2 separate regions of the Muntiacus reevesi genome follow, and region 1 is linked to region 2. The links are chromatin contacts, called in public Hi-C maps. All regions are on one chromosome and are shown on one strand. Each heading gives the region's core, a stretch centred on a gene start, on an enhancer-like site or on the middle of the called end of the contact. The rest is flanking DNA. Distances are from core to core; before and after follow the strand shown.

Region 1 (4,194 bases), core at 145-2,644, 180 kb after region 2:
AACATGACTTCACCCACTGGTGTTAACCTTGACCACTTGGTTAAAGAGATGTCTGCGTTTCCCCACTGTGAAAAACTACTATTCTCCTTCTCCACGTTCTGTTTTAGAAGCAAGGCACTAAGTCGCTTGCAAACACTCGAGGGACTGAATAATTCAAATTCTACTTGCTGGAGGAAGGAGGTATCAAAGATTTTTGTGGCTATATGTTAAAATTGCCACTATAATAAATATTAGGGGGGAGATAATTTGTGCAATTATTGTTTCTTCTTAAAGTTTCACCTATTTGTAGCATGTGTCACCAACAGTTTGAAAAATAATCTATATAAAAAAAAAAGAAAAATAATCTATATCAGCCAGTAGTATCTATCAATTAGTTACTCCTTCAATTTTGTTAAAAGCAAGAAATTGGGAAGAAATTAGAAATAAAAATATCTATGTATTCCCAACTGTTCTTGTGTGTGGTGTCCCAGAGGTTTCACAGCCTGGAACAATACATCGCAGTCAGACTGGATTCCGTGTATGCCTTTCTTTTGTAAAGGAGTAGAAAAGTGGAAGTGAAAGTGTAAAAACGAGGGGGAAAGGTGTATCTTTAGGCTTTTTAGGAATTACGATGTAAACACTGATTTCCTGAAAGATGTCCTGGCTCTAATACTTCCAGGAGTTTGGATACCATGGCTCCGAATGACTCCGCTCATTCCATCGACCTCACCTGCACTGTCGTTGATTCCTCAAGTTCTTATCTTTGGCCCATTACCTGTCCCTTTCTCTAAGGACCAAATTTCTCTATATTCATAAGTCCTCCAGCACCTTAACACTCAAGCTTCACTTTCTCCTCTTAACGATATTAAGCTTGCAGCTTCGGGAACACAGTGCTTCCGACTTTTTCCGCCTGGGGACTCCATCCACGTCCCCTCCCCGGCGTAGATGGGGCTCTGGGATTCAGTCCAGGCGCCCATCTGTAGATGTCACTAGGAAACCTGCTCAAAGTGGCAGATCAGGGGGACAATATACTACAGCAAACTCCTGGGGCGGGAAGGCATGTTCCACCTCTAACGGCGACGGGCGCTTGCAGAACACAACACAGCGTCCAGAGCCTCTAGGTCGCCAGCGCTCTCAGGGTGCCTCATCTGCGCGGTGACTTGCAATCTTGGCCACGAAAATGCGCTGCGTCCACTCTGATACGAACTGCGTCCTCAAAGAAAACCAACAAACCCCGACCGCCTTCTGCGGGCTGCGTTTGTAGCTCTCCAGCCTCCAGGTCCCGCCCACCTCCGCCCGCCCTTAAAGCGGGCTTGGAGAGAGCCTTCCCCACGCAGACGGCGGACCCACCGTGAGTCCTTTACTGTTTGAAGGTGAGCAACTCGCGTGAGAAGGACGCAGTATTCTCGCGAGAAGTCTAGAAGGCGGCAGTGATGGCGGCGGCGGGAAGCGGACCCGGACCGGGAGTGAGCGCAGCACCCGGGCCGGCAGCAGCTGCTAATGCAACACCGGCAGAAGAAGGGGAGACGAAACCGGCAGCAGCCGTAGCGGCCGCTCCGGCCGGAGAGGGGACGTCTGCTGCTCCAGTCTCCGCGGAGCCCGGCTCCGGAGAGGCCGAAAGCGGGTAAGGCACCCTGCGGCCCGAGGAAGACGGGGGTGGGGGGCGGGAGGCCGGTCCCCGTCGGAATCCCGCGGCTCCCGTGAGCACTCCGCTCCGAACCTAGGCTTGGCGGCCAACGGCTCGCCCTGCCTTCTCCGGGGCCTTCGTCCCGCCCGCCGCTCGACCGGTCCCCTGTGAATCGTATCTTAGGCTACGCCCCTTTGCACACCTTTCCCGGTTTCTCGGCGTCCTTCCCGGCCCTAGGACCCCCGGCAGGGGGCTGGTAGCTCCCCCTCCCCCCGGCCTTTTTTTTGTTTTTTTAGCAGGGACCCTTCAAAATTCCCAGAGAGGGAAACCACTTTGTACTGCCAGGCTGGAAGGAGTATTGGTTCCTCTGAAAACAGAGGGAGAGGGGCAGCTCTGCGAACCTCCCCAGGGACCAGTTCTGTCCTCTGTAGACTTCTTTGCAAGGGCCGGTAAGGTTTCCTTGTGCCCCACGGGCTTTACTTCATCTTGGCCGCCGCCTTCCTAATGCTGGGCATCCGGTCTGAGCATTGGCTTGGCTGAAAAAGAGTAGGGATGTGAAGTTCAGCTGTACTTGGATCATCATCTTTGGAAATAGGCGTTTTCAGGTTTTCTTCTGAAATTTCTTCCTTGTTTTGCAGGGATGCAAACTCAGTTGATGTAAGTGGTGGCTTGGAGACAGAATCCTCTAATGGAAAAGATACACTTGTAAGTATTTCTTTTTGAGTGTTTCCACCGCACAGTCAATAGGGTTGGTTTTTTAAATGTTTTTTTATTTCTTTTTTTTTTTTTACAGTTCAGGTCTTTTGTTTTCTTTACATCCATGATTCTGTGAATTCATAGGGAATGGGCTCCAACAGTTCAGACTTCTTTCCTCTGGTTCTCACCCAGTGTGCTTTTCTGGGTGGAGCAGGCTGGCGCTTCACTTGAGCCCAAGTACATTTCAAGTACTTTTCTCTTTGAGGTCCTTCTTTTTCTGATCCTTTTCCTTCATACATTTCAGGAAGGTGTCTCAACTATTAGCATGCTTAATATGCTCAGTATACACATAGATTCTCTTGGCAAGAATCTTGCCCTTAACTTGATTGTTTACAATGATGCCAACATGCTGGGTAGCATTGTAAGCTCTTCCAGTTTTGTTTTGTAGGGTATTCATTTTTGAACAGTGCCCTTTTCTTTGGTATCTACAAGATTACCTTTCTTGTAGACTTGCATGTATGTGGCCAAAGGAGCAGCTCTTACGTTTTCTAAAAGGCCTAGAGAACATGTGGGGGTACCCCTCTTCTCTCCCTTTGCACTGGTCATTTTGGCAAAGTACTGGAAAACAGCAGTTCCAGGCAAAAGGGTTTTTTGGGTTTTTGTTAAGTTTTTAAGCGAATCAAAAATACAATCAGATCAACTGACACGATTCTCTGATGGCTCTGTGGACACAGGAAGGTGCTGGGGATACTTCAGAGGTGATGGATACTCAGGCAGGCTCCGTGGATGAAGAAAATGGCCGTCAGTTGGGAGAGGTGGAGCTGCAGTGTGGAATATGTACCAAATGGTTCACAGCAGACACCTTTGGCATAGATACCTCGTGAGTATTTTTCAGAGTCTTTTGTGAGAATTGCTGTGTTAAATTGTAGATCTCAACATGTCCAACAGATGGTCCCACTCCAAGGCTTGAACCCGGGTCTCCCTCAGTGCAGGTAAAGATACCATCTGAGCAACCAGGGAAGCCCAGTTAGGTGTGTGGGCAAATGTAAATGCATAGTATTTCCATGACTCCTCATTCTGGTTCAGTGAGTAGTAGGATTTTAATCAGAAATTGTTTTAATAGTCTAAGCATGTTTTTGGTCTACTAAGGGCATTGCCCTTAATAGGTAGAATGGTAGGTATTATCCTTGTCTTTGTGTTTGGAGACAAAACTGTGCAATTACAAAGCATTATATAAACAAATTTGAGACAGTACCATTTATTCTTATAACATTTTCCTCATTGTTGAAAACATATATTTATAATATTTAAAGAATAAAGTGAAAGTGAAAGTCACTCAGTCGAGTCCTACTCTTTGCCACCCCATGGACTATACAGTCCATGGAATTTTCCAGGCCAGAATACTGGAGTGGGTAGCCTTTCCCTTCTCCAGGGAATCTTCCCAACCCAGGGATCGAACCCAGGTCTTCTGCATTGCAGGCGGATTCTTTACCGGTTGAGCCACAAGGGAAGCCCGAGACAGTATCATTTAAACCTTGTATTGGATATTGTGGATTTGCGGGAAAGGATTGGTATACATGGTGGATAAAGCATGATGTCAAAAATTTGAGATGGCAGGTGCCTCTTCATGCCTGACATCCTTTTTTCGTTTTGGTTTCTTACTCCCTTTCAGTTCAGTTCAGTCGCTCGGTCGTGTCCGACTCTTTGCGACCCCACTCCCTTTAGGTGTCCTGAATTCTCTGCTCAGCAAAACCAATTTCCAGTCTTTGCCCCTCTTCTAGTGAATTAAAATCATATTAAGAATTTGAAAATGAAAGACTCCTTATTCAGGAGATTCAGTCAACAGCTAGCAAGAGAGCATTACTGACTCACTGTCTACCACAGTGACTATC
Region 2 (4,136 bases), core at 445-2,944:
GCAGAAAAAGCTTTTGATAAAATGCAACATCCATTTACGATTTAAAAAAAAAATCTCTCCAGAATGTGGGTCTAGAGGAGACAACACATAATAAAGGTCATATATGACAAACTAACGCTAGCATCATCCTCAATGGTGAAAAGCTGAAAGCATTTCCTATAAGATTAAGAACAAGACAAAGATGCCCACACTCGTCAATTTTATTCAACATAACTTTGGAAGGTCTAGTCATAGCAAACAGAGAGGAAAAATAAAAGAAACCTAAATTAGAAAGGAAGTAAAACCATCACTGTTTGCAGATGACATGATATTATACATGAAGGAGTCAAAAGGGCTCCCAGCAAGTTCTGTTAAACTCACCTTGAATACCACATGCACAAATAATGGATCTTTCTACAATGATAAGAGTGACACTTGGTAAAGCCATTTGAAAAGCACAAAGACATTTGTGGAAAGCAGTCAATACTTCACTGCCTCATCTTTTGCAGCTTGGTTTTGATTTGTGACCAAGCTTTGACCTGGGTTCCTCAAATCTACCTCAAATATACCCAAGCAGACTTAAATCTTCCACCTAATTGCTACCTCTCCTAGAACCACCTCCATCCTTTACTTCTAATTATCATTCTCTTCTTCTCTACCTTTACACAGTAATGCTGGAAACAGAAAAGACAAGCAGACGAGCTGGACCATAAGGAGAATTTTCTTTAAAGCCACTGTGTCATAAAACATTGATTCTCACCTCGCTGCTGGCTTCGACTAACTTGTTCATTCTCCCCGGTGCTTCGAGAATATGTTACTTCTGTAAGATAATGGACAACAAACAGCTTGTTGAGTCTCTGTTCACGGACCCCTGCCCTCTCACCACACAAAACCAGGGAGCAGAATCCAAATCATCAGGTACCCATTCCCTGTCTCACAGAAGGTGCTCATCTTTGCAGGTAAAAGGTCCATCTGGTTTTCTATGACCACAAGCAATTCCAAATACACAGAAGGCTGAAGATTAGGATTGGCACTAAAACAGTTCTAAATTTCCAGCCACCCCTCCCGTACATTCAATTCAGGCAATTTTCCTGCCTGTAGATTGTGAGGGTTGCACTGGTCAGGGACTTGGAACACAAATGAAAAAAAGAAAAAAGTTTTTGCCGATTAGTTTTCCAAACTGCTTCAGGGTAGTAGTATCTCCCGCATTCGCACAGCATTGACCTATTGATATAATGCTTCCAAATAGGCAGACTAGGTAAACTGAGTGGAATTTTGTTTTTCTGTTTCATTTATTCAACGTTAACATCTACATGTAACAGATATGCTGCTAAGAAAACATAATGGCAGCCCCTGACCTGCAGTTCACTCGTTCACTTTCCCTGTTTTCTCCCATATCTAAATGTGCTCATGACTGGGAGAGGGCAAGAGATAAGAAGCATCTGACGTCAATCCCTCCATCGCCCCAGGCTGTATCCACGGCCCTGGAAAAGCCCTCACAGGTACCTCGGAGGTTGCCCTCGTCACTGAAGGTGGTCGTAAGAACGCCCTCGGTGACCACGCAGCCGCAGTCGGAGCACACGAGCTGGTTCTGGGAATAGTGCGAGTCTTCCACGAGCTCAGCGGAGCCGCAATCGGGACAGCTGCCTCTACCCGGCATCGCACCAGCGGTCCAGAGACTAGGCTGCTAACCGCCCCTACCGCCCTCAACAGCAACTGTGCCGAAGCAGGAAGTAGGAGCGGAGTCTTATAGGGTTGCACCTTCCTCTTCCGGCTAGCGTAGCAGCCGTACTGTTGGTACCTCCTCTGCGGTTTCCGGTCCATTCTCTGCGGACTCGGGTAGAAACGTGATCGAGGAAAGGAGGTTCCTGACAGGACTGTATCTTCGGATTCCCCGCGATCTGTACTTAGTTTGAGGTTGGCTGTCTAGGCTCGGGGTTACTCTTGAGTGAGCTTTCTACCGCCCCGGACGCGCGTAACAAACAAAAAATTGTTGCCAGCCACAAACAACTCTTCCTTCTAAAGCGCCAAGGGTATCTCAGATTCTCCTTTTCTCTTTGGTAACAAATGTTGATTCTGGCCATAGTACAAAATTTGTGGCCTAAGAGGGAGAGTAGTGTATTGAGAGAGCAGGAAATTGTGTCCTTTCCAGAGCAGCTTCCCTTCAATCACGTTGTTTCCTCTCTTTGCAGTTTGTTTTTCTCCCCTGTAGGATGAGGGAGTTGAATTAAAATCCAGAGTGACAACCTGGGATGCTTCCAGAGAGTAGGCAAAGAATGTCTAAGGGAGTTGGAGAGAAAGAATATGGGGGTTGGTGAGGCCCTTGGCAGTGTGAAGAGTTTAAGCAGATTGAGATGTTTTTAAAACCTTAAGCTTTAGAATGCTCCAAGATTCTAGCTCCGAAGTTCCTGGCATGGTATAGTATAGATCAAAGAATTGAGCAAAAGTGCGCCTCTAGTGATGTTCCAGAAACCAAGCTCACAAGTGAGAGATTTTGTATGTCATATTTGAATATAACTTAAATGTCAGCAAAGAGTGTGTGTTTTCTCATAAGTAAATCCCGATTGCATTCATCAAGAATAAAGGTTTTCAGGAATTCCCTGGTAGCCCAGTAGTTAGGACCCTGTGCCTTCACTGCTGAGGGCCCAGGTTCAGTCCCTGGCCAGGGTGTTGTAGCCACGCATTCTGGAAAACAAACTCACTCAGAAGGACAATGCAGATAGTGGAGTGCAGTTTATTACACAGGTGGGCCCAAGGCGGAGTCTCCTCTTAGCCAAGGACCCTACCAGTTTTTCTGAAAACCTTATGTACCCTAAGTGTACATGCCCAAACCCACCTCCCCAAATTCCCTGAAACTAGACTGAACAAAGGAAAAGAAAGATACAATCAAAGTTAACCCGTGATTCATATGCCTTAAGCCTAGTTAACAGTGGACAATTATCAATAGGCCTGTGGTCATACCCCAATAAGCACAATAGAATGTATGATTCTATTCAGTTACCCAGATAATTAGGGTATTCTTTTAGGCAACAGAGAGTCTAGGTATGAGCCCTGGTGCTCTTCCATCCAGGGGGCCTGGTTTTCCAGTTCGTCTGTCGTTTCCATAGATACTGGGCATAGAGCTCAAAGTCCACAGTCCGGCCCAAGATGGAGTCCTGCTTTCAAGAGGGAGCCTGTTCTGTCTGTTTCCTCTTTCAAGGGAACCAAAATTCCACAAGCCATGTCGTGTGGCATAAATACATAAATAAATAAATGTTTTTTAACACTTGAAAGTTTTAGAATCAATTGTGTCTGAAAAATAAGACAATTGAGTTAAAATTACAAAGAACAAAAAAAAAAAAAAAAAAAAAAATTACAAAGAACCATGGCCAGCCCCTCTGACTCCAAGAAAACAGATGGGAGTTATCATAGCCAGTGCTGAAAGTATGTGGGGAATTTCTGCTTCTCAGTTTGATCTTGGAGAATTTCAGGCAGGCTCTGGCATTAGCAGATTTTAGATGTTAGTTTCAGACAGTGTAATTGACATCCTTACTGGGAGGGTAAACAGGTCCCTAAAAGGAACATAACTGGCCCTGGAAGTATGTCTTTACATTCCGATAGAGATGCCGCTCATCCCAATTTTGTGCAGATCATGAACCTAACTGCATTTTTTTTAAAGTGGGATTTCACTACAGAGTCATCTTCCCATGACAGAAGCCTTGAAATTCTGCTTTCCCTGACAGTTTTCATAGTAAAGTAGAAGAGCAGTTTTATGATCCAGCAACTCTGGGGCTTCCCAGGTGGCGCAGTGGTAGTGAATCTGCCTGCAATGCAAGAGACACAGGAGACTCAAGTTCAATCCCTGGATCAGGAAGATCCCCTGGAGGAGGAAATGGCAACCCACTCCAGTATTTGTGCCTGGAAAATCCTATGGACAGAGGCGCCTGGCAGACTATAATCCATGGGGTCCCAAAGAGTCAGACATGATTGAGCACACACACAGCTAGCAACTCCAGGGGTGGAGGGGTAATTCTCTTCCAGCCACAAGTGTGTGATGGCGTCAGAGAGCCTCACTCTCAGACGCAAACAGGCAGGGAGGTAGGCAGGACCCAGGCCAGAAGATGGCGCGCTCTACTAAGACATGCAAGTCTAGGGTTCGCGTTCTAATGAAGAAAACC

What was found. A called contact is a pair of places that touch in the nucleus more often than the background predicts.
Region 1: a Hi-C map of muscle shows a contact between it and region 2, with 4 times the contacts expected there. The contact joins the promoter of ASH2L here to the promoter of BRF2 in region 2. A contact is called at or near these places in 2 of 3 Hi-C or Micro-C datasets (blood and muscle).

What each region holds. Positions count from the first base shown.
Region 1 is chr10:74,008,532-74,012,725 of mMunRee1.1, forward strand. It overlaps ASH2L (ASH2 like, histone lysine methyltransferase complex subunit), which reads left to right and starts at 1,395. Exons shown (of 16, transcript XM_065946606.1): 1 at 1,395-1,603; 2 at 2,245-2,311; 3 at 3,037-3,182. The coding sequence starts at 1,413.
Region 2 is chr10:73,832,412-73,836,547 of mMunRee1.1, forward strand. It overlaps BRF2 (BRF2 RNA polymerase III transcription initiation factor subunit), which reads right to left and starts at 1,695. Exons shown (of 4, transcript XM_065947618.1): 1 at 1,486-1,695; 2 at 740-799. The coding sequence starts at 1,639.